Regions from separate parts of the Sus scrofa genome. Here region 1 is linked to region 2. A link is a contact called in public HiChIP or PLAC-seq data. All regions are on one chromosome and are shown on one strand. The core of a region is the stretch at or near the end of the contact, and the rest is flanking DNA. Distances in the headings are between cores, read along the strand shown.

The links. HiChIP or PLAC-seq counts read pairs in DNA pulled down with a chosen protein or histone mark.
Region 1: a contact with region 2 is called in an H3K27ac HiChIP or PLAC-seq map of skeletal muscle. The contact joins the enhancer-like site here to the promoter of IL6ST in region 2. A contact is called at or near these places in 2 of 5 promoter capture datasets (fetal liver and liver), 4 of 47 Hi-C or Micro-C datasets (embryonic fibroblasts, liver, retroperitoneal adipose tissue and 1 more) and 2 of 2 datasets of contacts at active chromatin or transcription factors (alveolar macrophages and skeletal muscle).

Annotation. Positions count from the first base shown.
Region 1 is chr16:35,282,483-35,286,971 of Sscrofa11.1, forward strand. The region is part of intron 8 of ANKRD55 (ankyrin repeat domain-containing protein 55); the gene reads right to left. Among named protein-coding and RNA genes, the nearest start is that of IL6ST, 130 kb to the left of the region's middle. Within about 2 kb of position 1,604, at least 12 of the 83 cell types and tissues checked have an H3K27ac peak or open chromatin away from gene starts, as enhancers often do. A contact at or near this core is called in retroperitoneal adipose tissue and skeletal muscle, where this site is marked.
Region 2 is chr16:35,148,237-35,153,162 of Sscrofa11.1, forward strand. It overlaps IL6ST (interleukin 6 signal transducer), which reads right to left and starts at 3,552. Exons shown (of 16, transcript NM_001097432.1): 1 at 3,372-3,552. The region is part of intron 2 of LOC102168151 (a long non-coding RNA gene); the gene reads left to right.

The DNA.
Region 1 (4,489 bases), core at 354-2,853, 130 kb after region 2:
TTGCTCAGTGAGTTAAGGATCTGGCGTTGGTGTATGTAGCAGTCAAGGCTTGCATCCTGAGTTGCTGTGGCTGTGGTGTAGGCTGGCACCTGTAGCTCTGATTCGACCCCTAGCCTGAGAACCTCCCTATGCTGTGGGTGCAGCCCGAAAAAAGACAAAAAGAAAAAAAAAAAAAAAGAGATTACAGGGAGTTCCCTTGTGGCACAGCACATTAGGCATCTGTGGCTCGGGTGGCTGCTGTGGCATGGGTTTAATCCCTGGCCTGAGACTTCCGCATGCTGTGGGTGCAGTCAAAAAAGAGAAAGAGTGAGAGAGAGGACACAGAGCAGCAACATCAGAAACATGCTCTTGCGGTGAACAGCATGTGAAGAGGCAGCAAGAGGATGGCCATCTGTAAGCCAAGGAGAGAGCCTCAGAAGAAACCAACCCTACTGGCACCTTGATGTTGGACTTCCAGCCTTCAGAACCAAGAAAAAATAAATTGTTTGTTTAAGCCACTCAGCCTGTGATATTTTGTTATGGTTGCCCCAGAAAACTAATTATACTTACCAAGATGAAAAAAGATTATCTACAGGGACAATGAAGGGAATTCAGAAATTATTGTGGAAGAATTATTTGAAAAATGAAATTGTTTAGCCTCCTCCCAAATCATATTTCCATTGTCTCTCAGCTTAGATGACATCTAAGGTCCTAAATATTAAATTGCTACCCATAATGGAAGAAAAGAGAGAGGGGCTGATCATACTGTGTTACAAGGAGAACTTGGAGGATGGACTTCTTCAGTGGAGGTGATCTAACCAGCCTAAGATTTTTTTTTTTTTTTTTTTTTGTCTTTTTAGGGCTGCACCAGAGGCATATAGAGGTTCCCAGGCTAGAGGTCCAATTGGAGCTGTAGCTGCCAGTCTACACCATGGCCACAGCAACACCAGATCTGAGCCACATCTGTGATCTACACCACAGCTCATGGCAATGCGAGATTCTTAACCCGCTAAGCGGGGCCAGGGATTGAACCTGCGTCCTCATGGTTAGAAGTCAGATTCATTTCTGCTGAGCCACGAACTCCCCAGCCTAAGATTTAAATCTGGTCTTGCCACTGTCATTTGGGGAGCCAGGATAATGCTGTGATTTAATTCTGGCCTCACAACTGAATGACTTCTCTGAGCTTCTGTATCTTCACTCCAGTAACAAGGATGACACCAGTGATGGTGGTGAGGGTTAAACAACATAACAAGTGTAAAGCTCCTAGTACACAAATTTTAAAAGCACAGCAGCTATGACTGCAAACAGAACACCTCTTTTATCCTGAATTCTAGAATTCCTCTATTAGGTAGGAAGATGCTACAAATAATTGCATTTTTGTTAACACTGTTTTTTCCCTTATAGCTGCTTTATGTGGAAAGAGTAACTGGTAGCTATCTTCTTTCTCTCTTTCCTTCTCTTTTTCTCCTCTCTGCTCTCCTCTTCTCCTGACATCCCCTCCCCCACCTCATTAATGGCCATTGTCTAATGTCCAAGGAACATTTGGTCTGAAGTACTGTGGGAGGGAGAGTGGGAGGGAGTGAGAGGTCAGTTGTGGTCCAATCTAGTTATCCTCAGCTAACCCTGAGCACACTGAGGTCATCTGTACCCAGTTAGGATCTTCCGTAACTGCTCCACGGGGGTGGCGGGGCGGGGGGGTGGGGTGAGGGGTGGGGAGTTAGCTGTAACCAGACGAGAACTGGGATCAGCCTCCCCAGGTCACAGGGTGAGCCCTGTGCTAGATGTTTCTCTATTTGCCTCTCAAGTCCATTCTCTGCCCTGCAATATCTTGCTCTGAAGGCTGACCTCCAGCAACTTCATCATCCAGCTTCCCTGCCCTCTGACATTCCATTGAGTTTGGCCAGCGGGAGAACCTGCAGGAGGGATAAGCCACTTCCTTTTCTCACAATGACTTTTTTCCTCTACTAAAGGCCTTGGCTCCTGCCAGGTAGCCCCCCCTCCTACCGCTACAGCCACGACTACCTATTGCCCACCTTTTGGCAGGTTCCATTACCAGCTTCCTTCCTTTTGCCTTGTGGTCTAGGGGTGGACCATTTTCCTGATTTTGCTGGGGGGTGAGGGGGGATTGTCACCATCTCTTGTTGGTTAATTTTAAATAGTCTTCCTTTAAAATTTTTTAGTTACCTCTTTTGCTATTTCATGTCTTTTCTGTCCCACCTTGAGTGATATGTACCAATCTATACTGCTTGCCTCCATTTGATTCCTAAGTCTCTAAGACTTATTGATCTTCAAAGCTGGTTAAAAATTCGCAGATAGGAGTTGTGGTGCAGTGGAAAAGAATCCGACTAGGAACCATGAGGTTGCAGGTTTGATCCCTGGCCTCGCTCAGTGGGGTAAGGATCTGGTGTTGCTGTGAGCTGTGGTGTAGGTTGCAGACGTCCCTCAGATCCTGTGCTGCTGTGGCTGTGGCTGTGGCCAGCAGCTGTAGCTCCAATTCGACCCCTAGCCTGGGAACTTCCATATTGGTATGGCCCTAAGTGGGGAAAAAAAAAAAAAAAAAAATCACAGCTTAGTATTCTCTCTCTTGCTCTCTTGCTCATGAGAGCAAGTGACCCAATATACTCCATTGCCTGCCAAGGCCATCACACATTGCCTTGGTGGTCCAGCTTGGACTAGAAACCAGGTGTTTGGTTTCCAACCTGGTGCTTCTATACTGTTCTGTGGTTCAGAGGTGATCTGCAAGATACTTGTCCCACATCTGTCTTAATCACCAGTAGATGTGCAGACCTCTTAGTTTTGTTTTCTCAGAGCTCCTGTTTTGTGCTAAGGCGGCCCAGTTGTACTTCTCCCATACTTCCCAGCCCAATCTCCTATTAGCACCAGCTCAAACCCTCCTCCTCTCAGATCTCCAGGCAGTGGGATAAGGTCCCCTCATCCCAGCTGCCAGGGCAGCAGGCACAGGCCCCCAGCAGGAGATTTCCCAGACAGGCAGCGTGGTGAGTGAGCAAACACAGAGGCTAGGGCCAGGCTGCCTCCATTAGAGCCCCTGCTTCCTCACCAATTTGCCAGTGACCTTGGGCAGGTTATGAGACTCTTGGTGCCATTTTCTCATCCGTAAAATAAAGATAATAACAACATCTACTTCTTAAAGATTCGTTGTAACTTTAAATGAGTCAATGCATAAAAGCACTTAGAATGGACTTGGGTACTATAATCAGTTCTGTATAATGATTAATTTTTTAAAAAGCTCCTACCCTTTATATTTTGGGGTCCCTGCTTGCCATTAGGGGATCAGTAGGCCAGAGAGAGATCAATTACATGTCTCTTGGGGAGGGCCGTCTCCTTGAGGTTCTCTGGCTTGCCCCTTAGGCTCACAGCCCTGGAGTTGGTTCTGCCCAGAGATGGGTTGGAAAAAGGGTACCAAGCCATCCATCCACTTCCCTGTCCCTGAGACTGCCTGGAGGGGAGAGTATGCCGCAGTGAAATATCCATGGCAGGTTAGAATGTATCACCTAGAAACTAGAGAAAAGGACTCCAAAGAAGTGATTTTCTTCTTCCTTCTGGCTGCAGTCAAGAGCAATGAAAAGAGGCAGAGCTGCTGGCGCTTTGGCAGAAAAAAAAAAAAAAAAAGAAAAAAAAATCTTCTGGTAACCATGGAGACCATGAAAAAGACCTTCAGAGAGCCCTGTGGCTGCTTTCAGAGGAAATTGCTGCTTGCCTTCTAATTCTAGCATGTGCAGCCTTGTGCAAACACAACTCTGTGCTCTTTGGAGCTTTGTCTTAATGATCATGCCCCCTCTTTCACACAGGCGCCCTCTGAATGTCCCAGCCAAGGAAGCAAGAAAAGCCACGGGGAGTTGAAAGGAGAAAACTCAGACCTGCTGAGAAGCAGTGTTTAAAGCAGGAAAGGAACTCGTGAGATGAAACCTGTGCTCCTTTGCTTTTGTCCATCCAACTGGCCTTTGTGTTCTTAATTACAGGTCCTTCATCCCTGCAGCAGCTTAACTCCCCACTGAGCTGTAGCTTAGCTAAGGCTGTGTACTGGCACTGTTTGGTTTGCTAGTGAGATGTTTCTATCAAAGAACCAAAATCTCTCTGGAGGCAAAAGGCTAACTGAAGTGTCCCTTTGGTTTGTTTATAGGCAGCTTCGGTTTGAGACTTCACTCTAAATAGCCTCCAGGGAGCATGGAGTAGAAGGAGTGTGCTGTGTGGAAATCTAAACATTAGCGGATTTTAAAAGGAGTATGAGTATCTGAGTACAAGACCACAGTGTCGCTCGTACATATGCCATATGCTCATGTTAGAGGAAAAATAGAGATATATGTGCACTGACAAATGTAGGAAAGGGAGTTTCAGGGGGGCGCTGAATGGTCGAGTTTGATGTTTGTTGCGTTCTCAAATCTCATAGTGCTCTACATTCCAGGTCAGTACAAATAGGAGTGCTGTCCTTACCCTGAAAACCTGTGCAGTAAATGTGTGCACATGTTAGTGGCTGTGGGGCTGTGTGTGC
Region 2 (4,926 bases), core at 2,302-4,801:
CCGTTCTTTAACTGCCTATTACAACAGGGTCCATCATTGCCTCTTACCTATCCATTACATTCTAGCTTTCTGTTACAAATCTTATTCGGCCTTCCTTCATAATCTTTCCCACCTGTCTTTTCTCACTTGGCTTGTCTCTCTAAACACTACTTCAAATTTGCCACTCTTGTTCTCAAAAGCTTTTTAAAGGGTGAATGATAATGCCAAATATTTTGGCTATTTAAGAACTTAGAAATTTGGTTTCAGTGTGCCTGTCCAATCTATCTTCTTCAATATTTAAATCTTTTCTAAAAAAAATACAAAACAGAACCAAAAATATCCCCAAATCACAACCCTTACAGATTCTACCCTCAAGCTCTAAAGAAACTAGCAAGCAATCTCGTTTGTACTGATTATATTGAAACTATTTTTGCAGTTTCCCAAATGCAAAGCAAATATTTAAACTCTTCATTTTACTTGACTTCACCATGCCACACACAATTTGATCTTACCTTTTATCACACTAATAAGTCACTCCTACAGACTTTAAGCTCAAGGTACAGCAAACTATTAGACTTTCTCTAACACACTTTGTTATTTCAGGATTTGTGCTTCTTTATATGCTATTCCTTTCCTCTAGAATGTCTTCCTTCTGCCAAACTCTGCTTTGTACTATTTGTAATTGAGATGAAACATCATCTCTTCTGTGGAATTTCCATCCACTCCCACAATCATCTTTGCTCCCAATGCACTTGTATATAGTTCCCTAATAGGATATACAACACTATATTGTAAATTAGCTGCTTATACATCTTGGTAGCCTGAGACTCTAACGTACTTTGAGGCACATAGCAGACAATTAAGAATGGGTTTTTAAAGACCTTATGGTATGGCCATATTATTCTAGTTACTGTTGACTCAAGTATACTATATGAAGAGGCAGTGTATTTATCATGATTAGGAGCTCAGATTCCACACCACGTCGTCTGGGTATAGATTTTGGATCTACCACTTAATAGCCATGTGGCACTAGGCAAGTTAATTAACCTCTCTATGCCTTGGTGTCCTAATTAACCTCTCTATGCCTTGGTGTCCTTTATTAAAAGAGGGTAAGCTCTACTCATAAGGTTACAAGGATTAAATAAATACAAGCAAAGTGTTCAAAACAGTGACACAAAATAAGCATTACACATGTATTGGCTATTATAGTTACTATACTTTGATCATTTCTGACCCTTTCCACTTGGAATGGTCTCCCTTCAATTGTCCCTTTATCCAAATCTTACCCAGGTTTCAAGGCTGACCTCTGGTAAATACTTTGATCAATTCAACCCTTATATAATAATTCCCTGATTTAAACATACATAGCATCTTCTGTATCACACCACATTTAATTAAAACTGTCCTACATCCTTGTCATTTTTTGCAAAATGCTTGTCCACTCAATTTCTGTAAACCACATATCTTTGTGAGTTCCTATAGTCAGTACTAAATGCTTAGCATTTATTATGAAAAATAAAGTTCAGTAGAAACTTCAGCTCTGATCAAAATGTCTTTGCAATCAAAGAAATGGAGAAGACTGTGAGAACATTCCATCCTTCTCTAAGAGCCAAGCGGCAAATGTATTAGCGCCAGGGAATTCTGACTCCCATTAAAATAAGCTGCTATGAAATAGCTTCTGAGAGAAAAAAAAAAAAAAACCCTTCCTGCAGAAGTTATGGGGCGTTCTTAAGTTACCAAACCAAATTGTAGCACTGGATCCTCTATGAGAAATATGTCAGCATGACTACATGACTGACTGAAAGTACAGGATTTGGAATTACACAGAACTAGTTTTCACAGGAACCCTGAGCTTCAGTTTCGTTCTCTATAAGGCAGCTACTGTAACACCTACTTCACAGGTATATGATAGTCAACATCCACCCTAACATTTAGCTGAAATGCAAATTCCTTTGGAAAAATTTTAAATAAACTGAAAACACAGCAATTCATAAAAAACTGAACAGATTTTTCATTACATAAGAAAACATATTAACACAACACTGTATATCAACTATACGGCAATAAAAAACCAAGAAAAAAATTTTTTAAATTAGTTGTGTATTTGTAATATTCTAAACTACCTATGAGAAAAGTAAACATGTATAGTATTGTCAATATTCCAAACTGGGATGGAGGAAAAATTCTACTACAAAATCTATCCTTTTCTGACACTTTCTCCATCCTGTAATTTTTTTCCTTCCATTTGTAATTAAAAACAAGTGTTCAAAATTATCCCCAAAGAGAGAAACATTTGGAAAACATAATTTAATTTAATAGCAAGTTGGTTCTATAAATGTAGTACTCCAGTTTATAGTTTTAAACTACTTCCAAATAGGAATGAATATGAATTTAAGAAACCATGATAATGGCGAACAGCTCAAATGATGTTCTGAGTCAGTAATTTCAAATTAAGAGTTGCTCCAACTTGAAGCTGGCAGTCACACAGTCTAAAGGGTTTGTTTACAGCACTGACTAAACCAAACACTCCAATCTTTTAGAATATTCATCCTGGCGTTCTAACAATTAATTATTTTAAAGCAGTATAATCACTCAAATACTACACAAATTAAACCGAAATGGGTTTCGTTCTGAAGGAAAAAAAAAAAAAAGAACAAAGGTGGCAGATCTTATTTTTAAACTGTGGGTTTTTTTCCACTTTGAAAAAATACTTTAAAACAGAACCCTGCTTGGAATAACCTTTAAGCTTGGGGGAAGGGTGCAATTTTTAAAGACCGTATTCGGCGCCTTTAGGATACAGCGGTCTGTGGGGTTCATTAGGGTCGGGACATGTAATCGATCAAAAGAAGAAAAAGAGATGTTAAGTTCGGAATTTTTATGAGTATGGTAGGAACTTTCAGTAACGTTTAAACATTACAATTTAAGGATGAAAAGATGGCTTTGGAAAGAAAATTAACTTCCGAGTAGAAAATGAAGAGTCAAGTGCGGGGCCAGTGGAATAAGGGGAGATGGAAAGGCAACTGGGGAAAAGTGAGGATTTGGTAACCAAAAAGGAGTAAGGTCCAGAAGGCCGTTTGGGGGCGGGGGCTTAAGAAGGGTGTGGGGTGTGTGTGCGTGCACACGCGCCGGAGGTGAGTTTTGTACTTAGGGATGAAAAATCTAGGTGACAAAGTCGTGGAGATCAAATTCGGAGGTGTGGAAACAGGGAGAGGAAGGAATGTGGGGATTTCCAGGCTGGGGTAACAAGAAGTTTGGGGAGTTCGTTGTCGGGGCGCCCCTCTTTCTCGGGAAAGGGTGGCCTCCTCGGGTGCCAGTCCTCTGGCCCGTCCGCCCCGACTCGGCCCTCACCCTCCCGCTACACGGCCCTTCAACTGGCCACGGCCTCTCCTCACCTCTCAGGCCGCGGTGCCTCGCTCCTCCAGGTCCCCGGTAGCGTAGGTTCCCTCCGCCCCAGGCCCGGCCGGGCCCTCTGGCCAGCAGCCGCGGCCCAGCTCAGCTGCGACCGGGCGTTCCCCGCGCGGCTCCGCGGGCCTGTCGGCGCTCTGCCTGGACGACTGCTAGAGCTCCGCTCCTTCCCGCAGACGCGGCACGCGGCCCTCCTCCCGTGGCGGGGCGAAGCGCCCCCTGACCCCGCCCCGCGGCGCCCTGTCACGCCCCGCCCCCGGATTTGGGATCTGTACGTTGATTGGCCCCCGCGAGACCCGGCGCGCCCCGGCATTGGCTCAACGGCCGCCCGAAGACGATGGGGCGGCACTCCGAGAGGCTGCAATTCCCGTAACGCGGTTCCCGGCGTCCCGGATTCCGGTGACTGCGCCCGCGTCGCCTCTCCCAGGCGAGATCGAAGGGTTCCCCCCACCTCCCCTCTGCAGGCGGAAGGAGCGGAATGTTCCATTTTTCCGTGGAATAACGGGGTCGTGAACTGAAGCCCGGGTGCTGCCCGCCCCTGCCGCCCTCCCTTCTCTCGGCTTCCCTTCGGACTCCCTTCGAGGCCTTCCCCAAGGGACTCAGAGCCGGGAGGGACCGCCGGGTGTCTTTGGGGATCGGGGAGGCGTGGGAGCTCCTCAGGGAAGGTGGCCATGACTCCACAGGAGATTACCGCAGATAGTGGCGGCGGCTTCGGTCCAAGTCCTTATGTAAACCAACCTTGCCACGATGTATATTTCTAAGTCAGTAAATGAGTTTGGATGTGATTGATCGGTGAACCCCAGGTTTGGTGACACGCCAAGAAACTAGTTTTTCTTGCAGTTTGTACCTCCCAATCTGTTACAGAACTACAGAGTAAAAATCAGTTCCATTAACAATCCCCCTCTTCCCCTCCTCTGGTCTGGAAAAGGGACCTTCAGGCTCACTTTGATATTTTTTTTTTCGAGAATTAGATGAGAAGCCTCAAAGATAAGCGGGATGTGTGTGTGTGTGTGTGTGTGTGTGTGTGTGTGTGTGTAGAAACACACCCAAGGCCAGGGCCTTTTGTGGAAGAATGGCAGGCTATACGAGGACAATAATGTTTTAATGGACTTGAACAAATTATACCCATAAATTAACAGACAATTATAAGGTTCTTCATTATACTGACGATTCAGATAGGGTAAAACATAGATGGAATTATGATTTCTTAGTTGATCAGATAATTTTATAAGACACAGGAAAGTGGGCCTGCTATGTGTCTAGGGCTAAGGGAGTCCTAGGCAGGCTTGGGGATGGCAGTCCAGGAGAGAGAACACTCCATTGTGTTCAGCTGATGTGGCTCCCTATCACCCTATACCTAACCTGCAGAAACTGACTGGATTGTATTCTAGTTCTGCTGTTGATGGGGGTGTTTATTTTAAAACAAACTCTTATAAAATGTTGATACATTAAATTTTTATTTAGATCTAGCAGACATTTATGTAGGGGCCATGTGGTTAAGTGTACCTTCTGGTTTCAAGCTGCCTGATTTGAATCCTGGTA